2 separate regions of the Zea mays genome follow, and region 1 is linked to region 2. A link is a contact called in public Hi-C data. All regions are on one chromosome and are shown on one strand. The core of a region is the stretch at or near the end of the contact, and the rest is flanking DNA. Distances in the headings are between cores, read along the strand shown. Region 1 holds the start of LOC100281497 (myristoyl-acyl carrier protein thioesterase). Region 2 holds the start of LOC542581 (elongation factor 1-alpha).

What was found. A called contact is a pair of places that touch in the nucleus more often than the background predicts.
Region 1: a Hi-C map of ear shows a contact between it and region 2, with 2.6 times the contacts expected there. The contact joins the promoter of LOC100281497 here to the promoter of LOC542581 in region 2. A contact is called at or near these places in 2 of 25 Hi-C or Micro-C datasets (ear and leaf).

What each region holds. Positions count from the first base shown.
Region 1 is chr9:92,588,375-92,595,269 of Zm-B73-REFERENCE-NAM-5.0, reverse strand. It overlaps LOC100281497 (myristoyl-acyl carrier protein thioesterase), which reads left to right and starts at 1,868. Exons shown (of 7, transcript NM_001368019.1): 1 at 1,868-1,986; 2 at 2,544-3,104; 3 at 3,184-3,317; 4 at 3,786-3,899; 5 at 4,079-4,262; 6 at 4,363-4,431; 7 at 5,448-6,200. The coding sequence starts at 2,607. The coding sequence ends at 5,705.
Region 2 is chr9:92,390,534-92,397,582 of Zm-B73-REFERENCE-NAM-5.0, reverse strand. It overlaps LOC542581 (elongation factor 1-alpha), which reads right to left and starts at 4,827. Exons shown (of 3, transcript NM_001112117.2): 1 at 4,694-4,827; 2 at 3,601-4,085; 3 at 1,691-2,844. The coding sequence starts at 4,062. The coding sequence ends at 1,963.

The DNA.
Region 1 (6,895 bases), core at 619-3,118, 200 kb before region 2:
TGCCCCCATGCCGAATTGATCTACCTTTTTGGCGAGTATTCCAGCTATCTTGTTGGAGTTGTTCATGCTGACCAGACTGAGGGAGACTTAACCGGTCTTGTACTTGTGGGGTTAACCTGTTAAACACATATGCTTGTTGCGTCCCTCCAAGCGAGATGTGGTGGCAACCTGTAAGGGTATGACAGTATGTCCCATATTTGATTTGGGACATATGGTGTGGGCGTGTATATATAAGGGTATGAGAATTGAGGTGGGTATGTCATGGGTGGATATTGGGGTGGATGCGACCATGGTGGTATTTGTGGTGTCAATTGGACAACATATTGAACTGATTTATTCAGCTTCGTTTGGTGGAATGGTCTAATTGTTTTTGCTGGCTTTTCATGACTAGGTGAGCGAGGTCGCTTCTCTGGGCGACCGACTCTCTTGTTGACATACTAACTTTATGGTTTATAATCCGTATTATCAGAATTCCTTTACAGATGCATTCGTGTAATTTCCTTTCTCTTAATAAAAAACAGATTATATTCTCGGACCGCAAAAAAGGTTCAGTCGGCCATCGTCTCGGGACCCAACTGTTTTTAGAGGATTGCATATTTGACAATCGTGGAGCAACACTCGAACGAGCCATCTTAGTACTATATCCGTTCTTGAATATTTGTCATCCGCTAATTAATTTTTTACTAAAACATGATAAATAATAAAAAGAACGGAGGGTGTACTTGCTTGTAACCTTTTTGATCAACCGCTGAAAACTAAGCTGACCGAAGAAAATCTAGGGTGCTTCTGAGCAATACCTGTAATCTTCCCGGCTAGAAACTTCTGCTCACGTTTCAAGGCGTACGTGCTTGATTCTTCTTTTTTTTTCAGGTCGCAACTGCAGAAACTCAGTTGTGAGTGGCCCCACCTGCTTTCACTGAAATTTCTGGCGTGTAGCTAGCGTAGTGTAGTTCTCAATATTCTGACAACGTTCCAGTTTTCTTTTGTTTTTGATTTCAGACCAGGGTTCAGAGCTCTGCCGCAAGGAAAAGGAACCCTAATATAATAACTCGCCGATGCCGACACGAACGACTGCTTGGATGGGGGAAACGGATGTCCAACTGAGAACCACTTCAATTCTCGTCTAGATCACCGTCAGAACACGATGGAGTGGAGTCCCGGGCAACCGCTGTCCGCTGGGCAGGGGCAACCACTTTCGTCTCGTCCGCACATGCACGGCGAAGAGAGGACTCCTGTTGATTCATTCATTCACTTGTGTGCCAAGACACTTTTGCAGAGTCCACGTTTTAAGTGCACATGATTCGTGCATTGCCGTATTTGAATAGTGTAGTAGTCACATACGGTCCTTACGGATGATTCTGTTTACGGACCATATATAAAGATAGAAAAACAAATAATACGCGACAGTACTATTATTTGAGAAAGTTGCTTATCTGACACCGGGAAAAAAACTGTGCGTTCCTTTCAGTCCTGAAAATAAAAAAAAAATCATTCTTCCCTACTCAGGTTGAAATTTCTAAAAGCAAACAAAGGAAGCACTACTCTTCTATAAATAATAGGATAAGGAATTTTCTTATGTTATTTTTGTCTCCAGGATCTGCTCAGCTCAGCAACAGGAAGCATCGTATGCATGGCCAGCCAGCCCAGGCCCGCTCTCCATACCCGGCTGCCACGCACTCACCGACCCCACGCTCTCCAAACGGGTTAAAAGGTCGCGGTGGACAACGCCCGGTGCGGGTGTCAGTGCCAGCGCCAGCGGAGAAAAGAAACAGAGTTCGACCGGCCCCGCCCCGCCCCGCCCGGCCGCCCCCACCGCAGCGCCCGCGAAGCCGCCAAACACCACCACCTATCCGCCAGAAGCCTCTTCCTCCCTCGCTCTCCCCCATCGGCGCGCTGCCAATGGCCGCGTGGTGAAGCGCACCCGACGGAAGAAGCACGCACCAACACCCAAGCCCCCTGTGCCCTCGCCGTCGCCGCCCGCGCAAGGTTCGTTCCCTTGCGCGTCCCTTCCCGGCCCGCCCGCCCGCATTCCGTGTGCCTTTTGTCATAAGTTCGTAGTGGGGTTGAGTCTATTCCTGGTCGGATTGTCTGGGCGCGGCCGCCATGTGGCTATTCCACCGGATAAGCTGTAGCTATTTCTGGGCGCTTCGCTGTTCGGCCTGCTAGCGTCCGGGCCGTGACAGCTGGGGTGAATCGCGGGAGTTCAGGGTCCTTGCCCCGGCTGGATCTCGAGTTCAGGAAACCTTGCGCCCCTCTTCCTTCTCGTTTACGCCGCTAGATTTGGGTTGCTGCCGCTTATTTTCTTGGGTGAGTTTTTCTTCTCTTTTCATTTGGGTTGTTTGCTGTATTTGACAGCGGGTTGGTTTGACCGTCGTTTTGTCCCTGCACTTCCTCGCAAGCTCTGGCCATTTCTACCCGTGATGCGCCTGTAGTGTGCGGCAAATCTTGCTTTTTTTGGGTTGCTTAAATTGAGTAAACGGGCAGTTTTCTTGTTTGATTTTGTGCTTTATGTTGATGCTAATGCTGTTCTCGTGCTGAACCAGATTGAGATCCCGGATTCAGACAGGTGCTACCATTCGATTTGATTTGGCGCGGAGCACTTTCCTATGGCCGCCTCCATCGCGGCCTCGTCCTTCTTTCCAGGGTCACCGGCGCCGGCCGCTCCTAAGAACGGCCTTGGGGAGCGCCCAGAGAGCCTGGACGTCCGCGGCGTTGCGGCGAAGCCGGGAGCCTCGTCTAGTGCCGTGAGGGCGAGCAAGACGCGCGCCCACGCTGCGGTCCCCAAGATGAACGGTGGGGGCAAGTCCGCGGTGGCGGATGGGGAGCACGAAACCGTACCTTCTTCGGTGCCGAAGACTTTCTACAACCAGCTTCCCGACTGGAGCATGCTCCTTGCGGCCATCACCACCATCTTCTTGGCCGCAGAGAAGCAGTGGACGATGCTTGACTGGAAGCCTAGGAGGCCTGACATGCTCACTGACACGTTTGGGTTTGGCCGGATCATACATGATGGGCTCATGTTCAGGCAGAACTTCTCCATTAGGTCCTATGAGATTGGGGCAGATAGGACGGCATCTATAGAGACGCTGATGAACCATTTGCAGGTAAAATGATTTGTTAATTTTGAGGTGTGAGATTTTGTAGCTGAGGATTGGACGATGAAAAAGTTTGGATTTGATCCAGGAAACGGCACTCAATCATGTGAAGACCGCTGGGCTGCTAGGTGATGGATTTGGCTCCACACCAGAGATGAGTAAACGAAACTTGTTCTGGGTGGTTAGCCAAATGCAGGCCATCATCGAGCGTTATCCATGCTGGTATGATTTCCATCATCGCATGATCTTGTTCAGTTTTCTTATCGTGATTTGAGCTTGAAATAAGTAACACCCATGTGGTTACTTGTGGAGACATGGAATTAATAATGATTATGGCTTGTTTCCTCAGTGCTGGGTATTGAGTGATTAGTTGAATGGGGTTTTCAAGTTGTTCAGCAATAAATGTGAAAGGAAATCTCCTTGTTTTTTTTGCGCTGTTTGGCAATAACTTGGAGGATCATATGTAGTTTTTTAGCACAAGGAGCCTATATAGTTGTATGTCGCTGTGGGCAGTTTGCAAACCTCTATTATTGATGCAGATACACTCATTAAACCTCTTGAAGCCTTGATACATTTTCCTATGGCAACTAACAGATACTAGAAACTTTATCTTCTATGAACTGAAAGTGATCCCTCATCATCTGGGTTCTATTGTTATGTGTCCTAAGTCGCTCCTCTATTCTGCTGCAGGGGTGATACTGTTGAAGTAGATACATGGGTTAGTGCTAATGGTAAAAATGGAATGCGTAGGGATTGGCATATACGCGATCCTATAACAGGCCTCACGATACTGAAGGCAACAAGGTTGAAATCTCTGCCACACTGATATATCTATATCATTAATCAGTTTTATTATCAGTTTATTTCTGCTAACTGCCATATTACGATTTACACTGCATTCATATTTTCTCTGCTTGAAGTACATGTAAGTTATACGGAACACCCTGTCACATTTTTTTTTTCTAATTTATGTCTTTGTGCAGTAAATGGGTTATGATGAACAAACTCACTAGGAAGCTTGCAAGAATTCCAGATGAAGTGCGGACTGAAATAGAGCCATACTTTTTTGAGCATTCTGCTATTGTTGACGAAGACAACCGCAAGCTTCCAAAACTGCCAGAGGGACAAAGCACGTCTGTAGCTAAATATGTGAGGACAGGCCTGACTGTAAGTAACTGAATTAATATTTAGATTAAATTGCTAGTATGTTCATATAGTTATTTTTTCCTTTGCTGTTTTATATATTTTTTGGGTCTGTTTTGTGCAGCCTCGTTGGGCTGATCTTGATATAAATCAGCATGTCAATAATGTTAAATACATTGCGTGGATTCTTGAGGTAATTTTCTTACTGATGATATGCAAATCATTATTCTACTCCTTACTTCAGTATTTCTTGTTTAGAGACTGAAATAGGTAACCTTCATGACCAGCTAATTTAGTACTTGTGCTTTATTTGAACTGTTTTATTCCACACTTGAGTACTCTGACTCGAATCATTTTCGTTCAAATTGTATTTTATCCCAATTTGAGGCCGCCTAATGTTATGTTGGGTATTCCATCCTGGTCTCTTTTGTGCAACTGACAATCATGTGCAAACAGAAACCAATTACTTCTCTATCCTGTATATCTGCTGCCCAGTCCCCATCTGCCTGCAGACGATACTGACCATCGGAATGTGGGTGCCTGGTTGGGTTGGGGGGTTGCCTATTCTGTCATTGGTAATTATTAGTGGCTTAGAGCCCACTTATATTCCTTCGATTAGCAAATACAATGGCGCTCATCTCATGATATATAATATTTGTTTAGAAGGTATCTTTTCTTTTAAGTTATTCATGACAACGAGCACAAGTTGGATACGCAATGCATCTCCTGAGATTTTAGTATATTTGGTTGGTCACCTAGGTACCTAACAATGTCGCTGACGCGTGTTGCTTTCGTGCAAGAGCAGCCTGTGTACAAGTCAATTTAGTTTTTCTTTGCTCTAAACTACAGAGAAATAAGATGCGGTAGAGATAATTCTTATATTTGCTTGATTGATGATATGCCATGTGTTGTTGGCTGGTCCTTCATGTATGTATTGTCGGCTACGAGTTCGGAGACAGTTATCATTTGGTTTTTCTTACTGCTTCATTAATTGGCAGCTCTTCTACCCTATATTAATGTGTGTGTGTGTTGGAGAAGGGGGGGGGGGGGGGTAGCTCTGCTATTTGGTCAACTGATTCTAAACCCAACTGGGTCGAATAAAATCGAGAAAAATGAGACATATTAGCATACTAACAAAGTAACAAGTCCCTTGTATAGAAGGACTTCTGCCCACATCTGCAGTTAACATTACTTTTATCTTTGCTTCAGAGTGCACCCATCTCTATTCTTGAGAATCATGAGCTGGCGAGCATTGTGCTGGATTACAAAAGGGAGTGTGGCCGGGATAGTGTGCTGCAATCACACACCTCTGTGCACACGGATTGCAACAGTGAGTCTGGAGAAACAACCTTGCACTGTGAGCATGTGCTGAGCCTTGAATCAGGTCCGACCATGGTGAAGGCCCGGACCATGTGGAGGCCTAAGAGAACCAAGGCCCAAGAAACAGTTGTTCCATCTTCAATTTGAATTGTGTGAGACGTTCGGGATGGTGATTTTGGCAACAAACTACTACTATTTGGCAAAAAGATCAGAATGGTTACTAGCGTCCTCTATTGGAAGCAAGTCACACAGGGCGAGACCTAAACTAATTTAATTATGAAGTGTGAACAATAGAGGAGATATAAATAGTGTGAACAATGGACTGGAAGAGACAGAAGCGGGGGGAGATCGAAGACAAGGGAGGCCTCATGTGCATGACAATCTTCGGTCGCACAAATGGGTGTTGTAAGTATTGATCTGTAAGCTACAAATGTATGAAGGGGAGTGAGTGCTTCCCATACATGTTCCTTCTGGGGCTATGTCCATATGCTATAAGCCCCTCGAAAACATTGTCGCAGCCATATATTCATGCAGAGGATTTTAATCTCGTACGTATATTGTATTTGCTGATATTAAGATTGATATTATTACTACTTTTCTCCAGGCTGCCAAAGCGTTTTGAAACTTGGACAGATATTGAAATTGTGCATCTTGTCATTTACTTTGACTTGCATAACAGTTGTTTGAACCTTGAACTGTAGACAGCTTGGCGTGAGCGATGACAAGTTGACATGTCTATCATGCTTTCTAATTTGTAGACTAGAAGTTGACTGACGAGAAAGGAGAACAATCTGAATTTTACATCCGATTGCCTTCCGGAATCTTCACCTACGAATGGCTGAATTTTAGCTCTGGGCGCTGCTCGAAGACCAGGCATATATATCTATACTATACTTAAAGCACCAGTTTCAACGGTCGTCATGCGTCTTTTTTTTACAAATAACCCTTCACACCTAATTCAAATTAATATAGATGTCAAACGACGTCCGACACGGGCTAGATGCACGCGGGCCATCTATGGCACAGGCACGTCATGCCGGCCTCCTAACTGTGTTGGGTCAGCCCGTTAGCCCGTCGATCTATTTAATTAAATCTGCGTAACGACGTCCGACATGGGCCACAACTATGACACAGGCACGTCATGCCGGCCTGCTAACTGTGTCGGATCAGCCCGTTAGCCCGTCGATCTATTTTATTAAATCAGCGTAACGACGCCCGACATGGGCCACAACTATGGCACAGACACGTCATGCCGGCTTGCTAACTGTATCGGGCCAGCCCGTTAGTCCGCCGATCCATTTAATTAAATCAGCGTAAAATGTTAAAAAACGGTGCAT
Region 2 (7,049 bases), core at 3,578-6,077:
TTAGAGCTGTGGAAAGAGCCCATTATAGCAATATTGGAAGAATAAATATTAGATATTGTTAGAAATGATCTCCCTTATATACCTTTAGAGCATGTACAATCTAGATACAGTTTTGTGGTTCTCTAGATATAAGATACAACCTAGATACAGCTTGTTAAAATAGGGTCTATCTAAGTCTGGTATCTTAATACATACATCCAGATTTCTTGTATGGAATTACGCTTGATCAAATGTGCACATAATTTTGTATACAAACGTGTGTTTAGATAAAAATCGCACAGTTCAGATTTCTTGTAAAAAATCGCTTGATCAAATAAGGTTCAGATTGCTTGGATCCAACATAAAAACGCTTGATCAAATGTTCAGGTTTCTTGTGGGATATGGTGACCATTCACCAAGTAAGGTACAGATTAGCTCTTCCAAAGCAGTCCAATTTCACACTAAAAAGAAACGCATCCACTAGAAAAGAAAAGCAAAGCACTTTCACACTACGTATGCACTAGAAATGAAATGAAAAAAAAAACATCCATTCCACTGTAAAGGAAACGCATGCACTAGCAATTAAACTGAACTGATCTGAACAAGAATATAAACGTATGCTATCTGACAGAGTTCCTTTTCAGCATACACCAAATAAACTGAACTGAATACACCAGCTCAGTGATGCTAGAACTGAACCAAACAGAAATTATTGGCATAAAAACTGAACTGAATACACCAGTTCAGTGAAGCTAGAACTTAACTGAACAGAAACTATTGGCATAAAAATTGAACTGAATACACCAGTGATGCTAGAACTGAACAGAACAGAAAGTATTGGCATAGAAACTGTCAAACTGAACTGAATATACCAGCAGAATGTGCATAAACTGAACTGAATACACCAGCAGAAAGTATTGCGAAACGGGCGGCGTTCCCCGGTGGCCAAACCACCATGGATGAATGGCGGGCGGCGTTCCCCGGCGGCCGAACCACCATGGATGAATGGCGGGCGGGCGCCTGGCAGCGGGATCTCCTTAGGCGACGGAGCACCCGAGCTTGTGTTGTAGCAGCCACGGTCGTATGAGGGAGATGACCTCACCATGGCAGCCACCGCCGGCAGATCCATCTTGCAGGGAAGAGGAAAGGTGAGAGACAGGGAGAGGAAGAGGATAGGCTTGAGAACTCGAGTGGAGGTGACCTTGAGTGGAGCAGGAATCGATCGCGGATCTTCGAAGCACAGCGAATCTGGAGGAGACGACCGCTATCTGATCAACGTAGAGATGTTCCTTCGCCTCCATCGTAGAGCATGAAACATTCCTTCTTCAAAAAGGGCTCTTGGCAATTTTTACACTTACCCCTTAGACACAGCTCTAGTTACTCCACATTTATGTTTTTGCAACTAAATTAGACTTCAGGCTATCGGAAAAAGTAGAAAAAAAAACAACTCAAATGCTGGCATTTCGAAAAGGTTGGAGCGGAACTTTCGGAAATCATGAAAAATGCATTGATAACTAAAAGCGTAAAATTGACCATGTTGTCAGGACTACATTATTTATCAAAAATAGTTTCTGAAGAATCAAAATCATGTTTTCAGGACTACATTATTATCAAAAAAACGTTTCGGAAGAATCCAAATTTCAAATCTTTTGAAACGATCTGGCATATTAAAAACAGTTAAGTGCAAGATTAACTTGAAGACACAAAGACAAGCGAATCATCAGCACAAAAGGTAAACAGGAACACACTGCAAAGGGTAGTACAAAACTCATAACCATGTATGCCTTACATTCGATGTTCCATAAAAAAATTAAGTCTTAATAGCATCACGGTTTCAACGAAAGTAATAATACTTCATGACCAGGCAAACATTGCCATCATAGATTACTTGTTCACGCGACAACTGCAAGGATGTCAACAAGACGAGATATTTTAAGCTTCCACGAGGTAACCAACAAGCAAGCACAGCACCAGACAGATAGATCATTTCTTCTTGGCAGCAGCCTTCGTCACCTTGGCTCCAGTTGGGTCCTTCTTCTCCACACTCTTGATGACTCCGACAGCCACCGTTTGCCTCATGTCACGGACAGCAAATCGACCAAGAGGAGGATACTGAGAAAAGGTCTCCACCACCATGGGCTTAGTGGGAACCATCTTCACCATACCAGCATCACCGTTCTTGAGAAATTTGGGCTCCTTCTCCAGCTCCTTGCCGGATCGCCTATCAATCTTGGTAACGAGCTCAGCAAACTTGACAGCAATGTGTGAGGTGTGGCAGTCCAGAACTGGGGCATAGCCATTGCCAATCTGGCCAGGGTGGTTCATGATGATGACCTGGGAGGTAAAGCTAGCAGCCTCCTTGGCAGGGTCATCCTTGGAGTTGGAGGCCACATACCCACGCTTCAGATCCTTCACAGCAACATTCTTCACGTTGAAGCCAACATTGTCACCGGGAAGGGCCTCCTGGAGAGCCTCATGGTGCATCTCAACGGACTTAACCTCAGTAGTAAGACCAGTAGGCCCAAAAGTAACAACCATACCAGGCTTAATGACACCAGTCTCAACACGTCCAACAGGGACAGTTCCAATACCACCAATCTTGTACACATCCTGAAGGGGGAGACGCAGGGGCTTGTCTGAAGGCCTCTTTGGCTCATTGATCAAGTCCAGAGCCTCAAGTAGGGTTGGGCCCTTGTACCAGTCAAGGTTGGTGGACCTCTCAATCATGTTGTCACCTTCAAAACCAGAGATTGGAACGAAGTGGATCTTATCAGGGTTGTATCCAACCTTCTTCAGGTAGGAAGAGACTTCCTTCACAATCTCATCATAACGGGCCTTTGAATACTTGGGTGTAGTAGCATCCATCTGTAAAACAGCAAAACCCAAACAATACGATTAGTTCAATGAAACTAGCAACCTTAACAGCAAGCAAACATTAAAAATGCAATAACATACTAATTAAAACTAACTGGCCCAATACACTTGTTTTTATGGCATGAAATTTCTTGGGGTGTCAACAACAATAATCCCCATTCAGAAAACCATATTTCCAAAATTTATTCATGCTAACAAGTGCAGGCTGTATAAAAACCTAAAGCAAGTATACAGAAATACAGAGCTCATCAGGTGCATGCCAACAAATCCTACTAATTGACAAAGTAAAATAAGTACCAAATTGCAATCATATAATAACAGTTAATTATGCAATTCCTTGTGCTTTCAGCACATACACATTGCAAGTACTCCAACTACAAAAAAAACTAAAAACAGGTGAAATCATAAATACACATCACCTATTGGGAAAAAATCCTGGAAAACCATATTATATTATGCCAATTTGCGAGGTAATAAAGATGTTAACTTGCGAAGTAATAAAGATGGATTGCTATCATACATAAACATGTAGGAAGCAGATGGCCTTTAAAATGCAAGCAATCAGTGTTTCACTTTGTCAAAACTAGCATACAACTAACATTAGCTATTCAATCACAGCACAAATGCAGTATTTTCAACTTGAAGGCAGTAATACTGAGAGAAGATAAATATTGCTAGACTATTGAAATACATTTACAGGCATCTCAGTTCATGAACCAGAATAAATAGAAATTCCTGGAATCATACCTTGTTGCAGCAGCAAATCATCTGCTTCACACCAAGTGTGAAAGCAAGGAGAGCATGCTCACGGGTCTGGCCATCCTTGGAGATACCAGCCTCAAAACCACCAGTGGTTGAGTCAATGATAAGAACAGCACAGTCAGCTTGGGAAGTGCCAGTGATCATATTCTTGATGAAGTCACGGTGTCCCGGGGCATCAATAACAGTGCAGTAGTACTTGGTGGTCTCGAACTTCCACAGGGCAATATCAATTGTAATACCTCTCTCACGCTCAGCCTTGAGCTTGTCAAGCACCCACGCATACTTGAATGACCGCTTGTTCATCTCGGCAGCCTCTTTCTCGAACCTCTCAATCACTCGCTTGTCAATACCTCCAAGCTTGTAGATCAGGTGGCCAGTGGTGGTCGACTTGCCAGAGTCGACATGGCCAATGACCACAATGTTGATGTGAGTCTTCTCCTTACCCATGGCTGAAGGAAAATGTTACACTGCTGCTTACATCAAACATAGCAGATAAAAAGTCAATAGATAAATATATGTCAATAAACCAGTAATCAAACAAAGGGCAGGAAAACCCAAGTCGAAGTACCCCACCCACACAACATCAGAGATCCGAAACTAGACCCGATGAACAACGCAACGGTAATCATCTATGGCCGAGAATCAGTTGCAAACTGCAATCGTATTTATATACGAAATACATACTAAAGGTAGATGAAGAAGCGGAAGCTAAACTTGGATTAGTACTCCTACTGTCATACAAACAAAACAGAGATGAAGCGCCTCAGCCACGTAATATTATAGATCTCGGAAACTCAGTTACAATTTATGGCTCAATAACCAGTTGTAAGCTGCAAGTTCATACATAGACAATAAAGGTAGCGGCGGAGGAAAAAAACACTTAATTAAAAATACAGTGCATGAATCGGCTCAGCTCATCACACATAACGACGATCGACAAACCTAGTAGATCTGGGCATCAAACGAACAGGCTCAAGGCAGAGCGAAAAGAGAAGGAAGAGAAGCGCGCCCGCGCGTGAAGCAGAGTACCTCGTCGAGCGAAAAAAGAAGGAAGAGAAGCGCGCGCGCGGAAGTGTACCTCGTCGGGCGTCAGTAGAGTGGTGTGGTTTCTGCTCGCCTCTGATCTGAGGATACGGTGACGGCGCGCCGGCTACTACCAGTCTGCGGCAGCCGACTGCGTCTGGTGTCTGAGAGTGAGAACAGAATGGAGATAGGTTTTATAAGGAACGCGCCCTAGGGTTAGGACATGGATGAATGGGCTATTGGGCCCAAATATTACTTCACGGGCCACAAATGAACAAACAAAGCATCCGACGTACACATGCACGCATACTCGCTTGGTTTAATTTAATCCGAAGCGAACAATATCGTTATTATTATGTACTAGTGTCTTGCGCGCGCCCATGCGCGCATAGTGTTGTGTGTGTGTGTTTTGTAATTTTTCAATGTTTGGATTTAATTTATAATTTACATGGAATGCAAACAAAAGGTGCATTGTGTTTCTTATATGCATTTAGATGCATGTACAAGCTAGTATTATTTACATGTCACAAATAACATTCATAGTTTTATAGCCTCCAGCATAGTTCTTGGTGCAAATAAGATAAACACATGAATTACTAAAGATGACGGATAAGGTTGCAGTTCGTATTTTTCCTAAATTTTGGTTCTTGATTTGGAGCTGGTACCTTCTGGTAGAGCAAGATGTTGTCGGCATCGAACATTCCTACAAAGCAAGTATGAAATAGTTAAGCATCTTGACACTCGTAAAATAGCAAAGCTAAAACAAATTGGTTACTCCTATAAACATTTAAATTATACAATCAGGACATGTTTGGCTCCAAACTAATAATGAGGATGTAGCAATCTGCTAAACTTTAGCTCTATGGATATAAATAGGTCTAGATAACAGATTGTAATAAACTTTAGATTGTTTCTAAATCCCCATTATCTTACTATCTACCCAAACAATGGGGGCTAACAGGAACATTACTCTCCAATTATTAATTAACCCATTAGTTATGGATATAAACACCACAACCTACTATCCACTCTGCTAGGTAGTAGTTAGCAAATATTAGCTAAATAATGATAATATGTATTACATCCAATAGATCCTAAGAAAGGTCGAGACAACCAAATAGCAAATAGCCATGCATGGTAATCCACATGCAATCAGCAACTTGGAGGGAATAGCTCATCAACATTATGTGATGGTCATGGCACCAATTGAAAAAAAAATGTAGGTTAGTAAATGTTGGGTATTTATAGAATCTGACTCCAAGAATTAGATTGTTGTGAAAGCTTATATTATGAAATAAAAAAACACTTCTTAGGCCATAAGAATTGAAATCTAGAGCTTGAAGAGGCTGCAGAGTTAGTTCTTTAGGTAAGGATTTTTTGCGACATATGCCAGGGTTCGTAAAGCATGAGAACATAAGTTAGCCTTGTTTTAAATATACGAATCATTGTACGAAAGTTAGAAAGTGTGGGTGTAAATAAAAAGGAATTCATGACATAAGGAATAAATCAAGATCGTCTCCCGGTTACTGTACCAATTCTTGCTCGCCCATCCCTCCCATCAGCTCACTGCATATCATCTAGGTCGGCCTAGCCCTAGCGAGTCGTGGTGGCTGCTGCTGTGGACCAGGTGCCGCGGTTGCTGGCCTCTGCCGAACCGAGGCGACGGACACGGGAGCACTCCGTGGGATCGTTTCCCAGCCTCATTACATGATGTTTCTAGACAACAGCGGACAAACTAAGAGAATATATAGGAATGTGTCTTTTCCCTCTCGCTTATGGGGGTGATGCCTTTTAGGCTTCCACGAAGAGGAGGTCGTGGAACCGTGGGTTCTTCATTCACAGATCCGGCCAACGCGAGCAGAACTGCGACATTGGGGTGGGGATGGGATTCCTGGCTTGGAGACAGGGGAGGGGAGGGGATGGCGATGCGAGCACAGTTGCAGCGTCGTGGAGAGGGGGAGAGGAGGGGAAGGATTGGGGATCCTGACACCTTTAGATTCGGCGGAGCAGGCACGGTTATGGTGTCGTGGAGGGGGAAAGGACGTAGGGAGGAGGAGAATGGCTCGCATCTGTTGGGGGCGTCAAGTGCTCCATCGTCGTCGTTGTAGCCATCGCGGTCGACACCCTCTTCACCATGGAGAGTGCCGCCCGGCAGCCAAGAGGGAGATGTATCATCTGGAAGCGTCACGATTTATCCAGCATGAGGAGGCCGCCTGGCGCCTGGTGCGTGAGAACACTCGTGTAGCCGTTGGAATCCGATCCTACGGTCGAAAGATTAATGGACGACGTGGATAGGCTCAGAAGCCACTTTTTGGAGCTGGTTTCATAATAAGTAAATACTCCTTGTGTCAAAGATAAATACTCCCCGGTGTACATGTATATCTGGATCAGCCCAATATGGTACACCCCAG